Linked DNA regions of Triticum aestivum: region 2 is linked to region 1. A link is a contact called in public Hi-C data. All regions are on one chromosome and are shown on one strand. The core of a region is the stretch at or near the end of the contact, and the rest is flanking DNA. Distances in the headings are between cores, read along the strand shown.

Region 1 (4,608 bases), core at 981-3,480:
AATATAGAGTTGGAATAGTTTACATTGATGATTGGCAGTAGTACTTAGTGTCCATCAATATTGCAGGTGTACTGAAGGATATTGATCAAGAGCTAGCTAAACAATTTCATATATGGAGTGAAAATCAAGAAGTACTGGCATTAAGATAATCAGTCAAAGCACATACCAAAACAAAATTTGAAGCAACCGGTCTTCGTAGCAGCCAATTTGTTAAAAAGCTACAAGGCAATATAATTTGTTAACTACATAAGAAAGGACCATTAGATTAGTCATTAGAAGATGATTCTGAAAACAAATTGGAGCCGAAACTGAACCTTGCTGAACCCTCCACTACCTCGCATCGGCACATTCACACGCACTCGCTGCACACTCACAGAGCATTGACTTTGATAATGAGGAAACACCTGATTATTTACTGCAGATGTCCACCTGCAAATCGTTTTTCTAGGGTTAACACTTGCAACTTGCAAGTTATAAAAGCAAAACACAGTGTGTTAGCATTATAAATTTATAACTTGCAGGTAATGAATAATTTGACCCTCCACATACTGCTTGCACTTCCCTTGTGTATTGAGAATGCAATTCAGTTTGCCACATGTGATAATCGTTCCATGAATTGATCAGCGACAGAGGTTGTTTACTATTTGTTATTCAATCAAATAGTCCCAATCAACTTAATACGAAGCAATGTAGAAAAATGCAAGTCACAGCAGGGAGAAAATCTATCAATTGATGAGTTACATATAGAATATCAACGATGCTAAGTGTGTGGTGGGTGCAACGGCAACCTCGTGCGGCATGGAGACAGCGTCAGCTCTCGGGGAAGACAGCTATGAGGCAGAGGTCGTCGACTCGTCTTGGTGGCCATCCTGGGTGAAGTCGACGAGCTACACATGGACGATAGCAGGAGGTGGCAAATCTCACCGGATCCGATCATTGGAAGGCTCAGGATGCCAGATCCGATGCAGAGGAGAGCCTTCCCCTGATCTTCCAGCGCAGAGAATCGGCGGCGCGTTCCGCAATTACGGCTATGGGCGTATAGAGCAGCAACCGACGAAGGGAGAGCGGTCGGCGGCGAGCCCGTGGGGCAGAAAAGGAGGAGCGGCGAGAGCTCGCATCCGTGGGGGCAGCATCCGACCAATAGGAGAGCCTCCGGCGTCGAGACCATGGGGCGGCAGAGGATGAGCGGCCGGAGGAGGCGACGGCGATCCGAGCTCGCGTCCGTCTAGAATTAGAGGAGGAGCGGCGGGCGGCGACGGCGATCCGCGCTAGCGTCTGTGGTGCAGCAGAGAAGGAGCGGCGGGCGGGACGGCGGCCCCGGCCCCTGCGATGCGTCGGTAGCAGAGGAGTGGCGTCGTGCGTGCAGTTTGATGAAGACGTGGGCTACAACATTTTTTCTTTTCTTGAAAGGGGTCATTAGCAGCTAATGGCATGGTGGGTAATTAAAGCCTAAAACGCGTTTAGTATTCTGGAGGGATGTAGACCATCAGATCGTAGGTTTTGATGCATAGAATGATTTGGTTCTTCGCCCTCTTTTTTTTTATAGTGGTAGTAGATACGAAGGAGTTTGAGAAGTTGGGGAATCGTAACTTCACAATCCACAGAAGCTTGGAGTTGGCTGAAGTTACAAAGGTTGCCACCCCCAAGTCAAGAAAACGGTTCGTTTCATCTCTCTTCTCCCATTTTTCATCTCGTGGAAACATGTTCAGCGTGTCTCTCCTTCCATTTTGGGCTGCATGCAGCCCATTTAACGACTTTTATCCAACCCAACATGGCGCAACACTCGCAGGAAGTCCAAGTTGGCGATGGAGAAGCTGTTTTCAGTGCAGAACGGACATGAATTGCTGCGTGGAGCGAGAAGTTAGGTTGAGAAGCAGAATTTTTAGAGTTGAGAGAGTTGGGAGGACTTTAGAACGGGCCCTAAGTTTCAGAAAATGGTTAAAACATGAAATTTAGACCATCAGCGTCAAATGTCTTTGTGCACTGTTTTCGATTCAATAGTCTATGTGATCACTTAAAATTGAAAACATGATCTTCCGCACGCTTTGAAGACGCCCTTTAGAATTTACTTTGCCCTAAGCTTTGCACGCAGCGCATAATCTGACATTGCTACGTTTTCCGGAAAAGACCGTGTTTCTAAACTAGGCCTGGGCCAAGGAGAAACCGCGGTGCAATCACATCAAAGTGGGCCACACACACCATCCTAGCCGTCCAAGTTGGCCGCAGGGCGGCCGAAGGGGCCTATCCGCAAAAAGCCGCGCCCATGGTGCGGTGGGGGTGCGCGGTGCGCCTCCCCCCGGCAACTGGTGGGCGTCGTCCTCCTCTTGTGCGCACCAGGTTCCTCCTCCCCTCTCTCTCCCCAGCCAGAATTCCCCCTTGCTGTCATCTCCTCCCCCCAAAGCCGCACCGATCCAGCAGCTTCCTCACAACCCAACCCAGGTACGGACTGGCCGTCTCTCCCCCAATTCCTGAATCCCCCCCTCCTCTCTCCAGGTCCAATCCACGCCGTCTAGCTCGCCCGTCGCTTCCTAGCTCGTCGTGTCGGCGTGATCGGCTCCGCGGAGGCGAATCGGACCGACGGGACAGGAGCGGAGGAGAGCGCGCGCGGGGGCGGGGGGCGGGGGGCGGGCACACAGGGTTTCTCTAGGGTTCTGATCGCGACATGCTTTGCTGGTGCGGGGGTCCTAGGTGAGAGTTTTGCGAGGAGCGGTGGTGGCACACGTGCTCGTGAGTTGTGGGAGTACGTGATGTTGCCGGTACGGAAAATGATTGGGGATTTGGTGGGGCTGGGAGCTGTGGGAGGTGTTATGGGAGAATTAGGTGCCCTTGTGATTGTCCTGCCCCCTCTGCCTACAGTTGCCTGTCCCCTGGGGTTTAATTCAGATCCTCCTGTATGGGCTTTAGACAGTGCCTGTCATCCTGCGAGTTAATAGCACATAGTACCACATGCGTACCAAGATGTGTTTCCTTGTTTGACTATATATATATGGTGTCATACATAGATTGCACAGTGAATAGAAACCTGCCATTTTCTTTTGTTTTTCTGTTGAAAAAGGGCATTTGTTGTTGTATTATGAAGCTTCAGAGCGTGAATAAAAGTTGCGTTATCGATGGTAGAAAGATGGTCATTGCCCCACATCAGGACATACGTATGGTAGCGTCTTCTCTAGAGGATCCTGCATGCGTGTGTCTATGCAGAAACATGACCCGGTTTCTAGCTTCAAAGGAAGTATTGACTTTACACTTGAGAGATGGTAAAAAAAGCGCTCCTTTGGGATTGCAATGTGGTTTAATCTGCTTCTGTTCTATTACTTTTTTTTGAAGCATCACAATGGTAATACTAATTGAGGGCCTAGTATTCTTTCTCATAATTTATCTTGTGATCTGTCATTGGAGTAGACAAAAATATGGCTTAGAGAAGAAGGAGAAGGACAAATGATATATTAATAATTTAATATGTTGCTGGCCACCAGTACGCAACTTTATGACTCTTGCTAACACGTTTTATGATGTTGCCATTTCTTTGTTTTTTTGCTCGTGAGATCCTGATCACACTAGTTAGATTGTTACTTACTCATGGTTGATTTCAGGGTGCAGATATGCATGCTTGATATAGCTACAGTTGCCTATGTTTATGATGGTTACAATTCGTACGGTGTAACCATAGGTTCCCTTTATTAACTCTTCATTTCTTAACCTGTGGTAGATTAATGGATTAACATTTGTGCTAAGGTTATTCTGTAGGAACATATCAAAATCAATTTATGGGAAAGACACAACGCTTGTGCACAATTCTTGATGAGGAGGTGTGATCTGAGACAGTCTCACAACAGCAGGGTTTCTGGAGGAATGTCATCCTCTTTACCTATTCTGCCAAATTCTCTGAAAGAAACCTTCCATGGGCCTTACAATCCGCAGCTCACTCCGATGCAAAGGCAACTGACGAGTGATCTTGTGCCCTTACATCAGAGTGCACTTCCATCTGCTACTTTGCACCCAAGAGCTGGTGCTATGAGATCATCATATGCAGCCTCATTAGGATACTCACCTAATCCTCTGGATTCTGCGCCTAACCATGAGAGGCAGTCTATGGTTGCTCCTTTTGCTCCTCAGCCATCAGATATCGAAGTATTTCAGACCTTATCTAATAATATCCCTGGAGGTCACACTGGGGCAACTTGGTTCCCAGGTTCGGCTGATGGTTTATCAGATTACAGGGATAACATCCCTGCTTCTGGTAGTCAGATCCAGAACGGCGGTCCTGCTGTGACATCTGATGTGGTTGCTAAACAAAATGAATGGTGGGCAGAAATAATGAATGATGATTGGAGAGATATTCTAGATGCAACGGCTGCTGATCCCCAGTCAAAGGTATGCAAATGAAACGGCATAAAGAGTCATCGTGGCAGCTCTGTCTTGGGTTCTGATAGTTTAGAAGTAATCTGTAATTTTTTTGTTTATTATGACATATTAGCCAACCTTGTGAAGTTGTAATTTCACGTAAGCTCTTTGCCAGTGCATATACTGGTATTATGATATCATTTTTGTGTGGCCAACCTAGATACCTTAATGTATGTCAATTTTAAAGTTAAGAGGAAGTTTTGACTT
Region 2 (4,608 bases), core at 1,386-3,885, 340 kb after region 1:
AACTAAAAACAGTTACCTATAGGTTTTAGTGCTCAATTTTTTTAATAGAGTGTTTTCATTTGCATTGACGCGCATGCAGAAATGTGAAGTGTGAACATTTTCAACAAACCCAAAGATAATATTTTAGAGCATCAAAACATTTTATGTCAGACCAAATGCCTCGGGTTCCGATTTTTTAAGTCAAAAGAAGGGTTGAACTTATCCAATTAGAGAAAATAGTGTCTGCCAAAATGCATTTGCCTATATAAATCACGTGTGAGTGCAAGACAGCAATTTTTATTATGTTTTCATGTCTTTGACAGATAGATAATTTCTAGAATTTGCAGCAGGCAGCTAATTTCTTCTAGTGATAGGCAAAGAATCATGGGTACGATAGTAGGATTCGTTATCTATGGACACAAGCAAACAAAATGGATGGACCAAGGAAAATATGTCAATGGCCTCAATGCACCAACAAAGTCTTAAAGATATCAAAACACAATGCACCAACAAAGTCACCAACTAAATAGTCAAGGAACCAACTAAAGTCACCAATGAAGTACTGTGATTCATCAACCATTTGAGTGTTATGCTTGATAAAAAATGTGATTTCAACCAGGGAATGAGTAACAGGCTCTAAGAGTAGAACTAAACTGTTATTAAGTCCATCACTCATAGCACTAAAATGGTAAAGTGAATCCAAAATTTGATTAGATAGGCTTCATAAAAAGGAGACAAAAGCCATATTGCATACAGCCATACATGCTGAAAGGTTGTGATGGCTTTCGAGTACAAAGAACAATGGAAGAAGCAAGACTTTCTTTGAATGTACCTGTCAAAGCACCACCCATAAGATTTTGTTGTTCCTGCATAAAAAATGGATTTTGTTATTTACGGCGTCTGCTGTTTTTCTAGATAAGAACTGAACTTAAATGTGCAAGCAAACTTAGCACAGAAAATTTGTTTTACTTCTTTTGGGACAAAATTATGATACCTTGGACTGTAGATAATCATGAAACTTTCTAGTTTCCTCCAGCTGAGACATTTCCTGTAAAATTCCATTCGCCGTTTTGGATGCATCAGGCGAATTTATGATATGTAGAAATCTGGTAGGGATGTTCAATTTAGTTACGATTACAACTATAAAAAACACAAGTAACTAGAAAAAGGTTAAGGTGAAAGACCTCTCTAAGGTGGATTTTGTGAACCAGGTAGAGCCTTTTGCATCCCCAGCCAATAACAGCTTAAAAGAGCCACTTGATGAACGTGATTGGAAATTTTTGGCATCTTCCAAGTGCAGGACTAGTTGGTCGAAAGGACCAGATGCTACTGGTTCGGCACTCTCTCCATTACAAGCAATTGCCTCATACCTGATGAAGGAAAGGTTTCACAATACTGGGCGGGTCAGAATTTATATCAGAGATTGTGAATCATAAAAGACTCAATATGGCATATCCATGAAACAGTTTTCAGCCAAATGCAGCGACGAAAATCTGAAGCACACTTCATAAGCTCAATCACGGTGAACAGAGTGCTTCACCTGTTCTTGGTCAATGACACTTGGAACACTGCAGAATCAAGCTCCACGTCGCCAGCAACTCTCCCCTCCATTTTGCCCACAACTACAAGCACAGCAACCCTCTATAGATCGTATCTGCTCCTTGTCCACTTCAAATACCTGTCAACGGGAATATCAGCAGAAACGTCACCAACCTTGCAAAAGGAAACAGATAACAAAGAAGAGAGATAATGCTACTGCCAAGGTCAGAAACGCTAATATGTCAACATCTATAATAATAAGTGATTAAATGTTCCATGCCCAAATATGCAGGTTACTTTTCAGCATGAGGGTACCAACCAAGCATAGAGCAAACTGATTGTGCATGTATCACCGAACCAACTCCACACCTAAGTCATTCATTCCGCTCGATTATGTTCCCACAGCACAGACAAACTTATAGGCTTCTATAGCGGTAAAATAGCATGTGGTACGAGTGTAGTATGCCTCAATTTCCTTAGTTAACGCAATCAGATTCATAGATCAGAGAAGCAGAAAAGCAGATACAATTCAAACCCAAAAGACAAAATTCTAGTACCATCAGTGCAGATCCTTCATCATCAGAGCTACCAAACTAAGCACTGGACGCATTGAATCCGAAATGGAGGGTTTCTAAGCGATCGAAAGTTTGGAGCCCGCGGGGGCTCCCGGATCCAAAACCCCAAAATCCCTCGCAGACAAAAATCCAAAGCCCTAGAGATCCAGGCAGGCCAACTCCACTGATTCCTGGCTCCTATGGCTCGCCAAAAAACAGAACGGAAGAAGGCGGATCCAGATTCTGGAGGCGACAACGCCCGCTCACCGACCCACTGCCTCAAGCTTCGAGCTCAAGCAAGCCACCCCCACCCAGGTCCGAGGAGACCGCAGCAAAAACACCCGAGAAAACTAAGGCAGGGCAGACGAATGCCTCACCAGATCAAGCGGCGGCGGCCTCCGCCTCCCGCATTCGATCCGGCGCCGCGCCGACTGGATCGAGGGCTCGGAAGTGATGGAGAATTTTTGTTCCGTGAGTCGCTCCTTTTTTCGCTGGGGGCAGTTGCAGTTGCAGCAGCGAGTGGGGGAATGGACGCCAGGAGAAGGCACAACTGCGGAATGCGGGGTTTAAATGACTGAGGGCCAGTTGAGGAACTGACACTGGGTATTGCACTTATTTACTGTCCCGCCACTGGCCTGGTGTTTTGTGTACCCGTGGAGTGCGCTTGCGGTTTCAAAAGGAGGCCGTCGGTCGGTGGGACGCGTCGGGAGAATTTACCATAACGCCCTTCCGGGGAATTATAGGTAGGAAACGTACTCCGCTTTTGCGCGCGCTGATTTCTTTTTTGTTTAAGAAATCTGATTGACAATTCCGACGAAATATTGAAATGAATAGTAACAATAATACAGTATTGGGGATTGCATCATTCAAATTTAAAGCACATGCGATGGAGAATATCCGGCAAGGAGAATGTTGAGTAATTAGCATTATTCTGTGTAGAATGACTAAACTTAGGTTGGCATAGTGGTGAGTAACTTGGACTAATGGCATGTATATATTACTAGTCTATGTTACTATTTTTATAGTAGGTAGTAACATATGGATGATAACATGTAAGTCTTTCTTAATTGAGATATAGACTCATTTTACCTCGGGGTGTGTTATGTTACAGTAACATATTATATTACCACAAGCATCTCTTTTCTCATTATTAACTCCATGCCACATAAGCAATTTTTTCTTGGGGTGTGCTATGTTACTACTACCTCCGTTTCAGTTTACAAGTCCTACGCGTATACCTAGATTGTCAATTTTATCACCTTAATATAAACTACATAACACAAAAATTATACGGTTTGAAAATAAAACATCTGAAGTTTATATTGATATACTTTTTATAATATATGACGTGTATTAGGTTGGTCAAATTGACGACCTAGGGGCACGCACACGCCCTGTAAACTGAGAGAGAGGTAGTACTTAAGTTACGCCCACTATGGCTAGCCTTAAGCAGCAATTAGATTCATACTCCCTCTTTTCCGGTTTATAGATCTTATCTCAAAATTTTAGTTTTTTCATTTTATAAGGCTCAATTTGGTTGTTCCCCGTCACATGTTCAAATTCCAAAATATATTAAATCATTACATGCAAGTATTAAAAGAAAATTGACCAATACATATACTTTATGCATGCATGTATTGCAATTAATACATTGGTAAACATAATTTTTTGAGAAAAACAAAAGCATTAATTGTGTGTTTTGCAAACTACAAAAAGTATTCCACCACTCACCATCTACCTTGATTGGTGAGATTTTTGAATTAAGCTCTGTAAACCAAAAAGGAATGAGTAGTTCATAGTACAGAACCTTGAACTTGTAGGTAAATTATGTGTTCAACAAATTCAAACACCAAACTCTAAAACCCCAGTAATTGCAGGTCAATTGGTGGAAAAATTATCTGCACATCGATTTGATCGTGATTTTATGGTCAAAGCCACAAGGACACCCAAAACCCACCGTTTGCGTTTGTGATAGCATCGTATTGAAGGAGCAGCCGAAAGATGCGTGTGGTTTGTGCGTATACTACTACATCGTATATGTACATGGATGTTTATGTTGGCGTAATGGACATTATCTATACTACTATTAAACAAGCAAACATATTCATTGCTAAGTGCACCTAGCCTAAGCTACACAAAACATCATGGACCAATTACAACCTCATGATCAGATTACTTAATTAGATCTAACCATTAAGATTAGACTAACCCTCAGGCAAAACTGCGCTTAGCAATTTTCCTCGGCGGACGAAAACTCTACCGTCCCACCTCTGCAAGCCCTACGATCACGCAAGCCATAAAAACAGGAAACTGATCGCAATCAAATCGCCTCAAAACAACTACCCCGCGACGCATGCCACCTGCCTCTGCCCGCCGGATGCTCCTACTCCCTCGAGGGTCGCCGCCTGACCCTCCTCCCCCGCCACCGTCGATGCTTGCCTTGCCTCTCTTTCCCTTGTCGCCATTGATCTGTGTTGGCCTCCGCCCCCGCCACCGCTGGCCGGCCTCTCCTTACGCACAGGTCACCACCCACCGC

Evidence for each region. Hi-C and Micro-C count contacts between places; a contact is called where the count stands out from the background.
Region 2: a contact with region 1 is called in a Hi-C map of leaf, with 2.9 times the contacts expected there. The contact joins the promoter of LOC123085764 here to the promoter of LOC123085762 in region 1. A contact is called at or near these places in 2 of 5 Hi-C or Micro-C datasets (both in leaf).

The regions. Positions count from the first base shown.
Region 1 is chr4A:176,306,605-176,311,212 of IWGSC CS RefSeq v2.1, forward strand. LOC123085762 (protein PHOSPHATE STARVATION RESPONSE 1) reads left to right here and starts at 2,231. Exons shown (of 8, transcript XM_044507462.1): 1 at 2,231-2,337; 2 at 3,745-4,371. The coding sequence starts at 3,799. It overlaps LOC123085760, which reads right to left and starts at 1,393. Exons shown (of 6, transcript XR_006439873.1): 1 at 789-1,393; 2 at 315-429; 3 at 167-218.
Region 2 is chr4A:176,643,560-176,648,167 of IWGSC CS RefSeq v2.1, forward strand. It overlaps LOC123085764 (proteoglycan 4), which reads right to left and starts at 2,636. Exons shown (of 11, transcript XM_044507465.1): 1 at 2,450-2,636; 2 at 1,520-1,657; 3 at 1,164-1,349; 4 at 974-1,085; 5 at 812-845. The coding sequence starts at 1,590. LOC123085766 (a long non-coding RNA gene) reads right to left here. Exons shown (of 5, transcript XR_006439876.1): 5 at 4,032-4,608.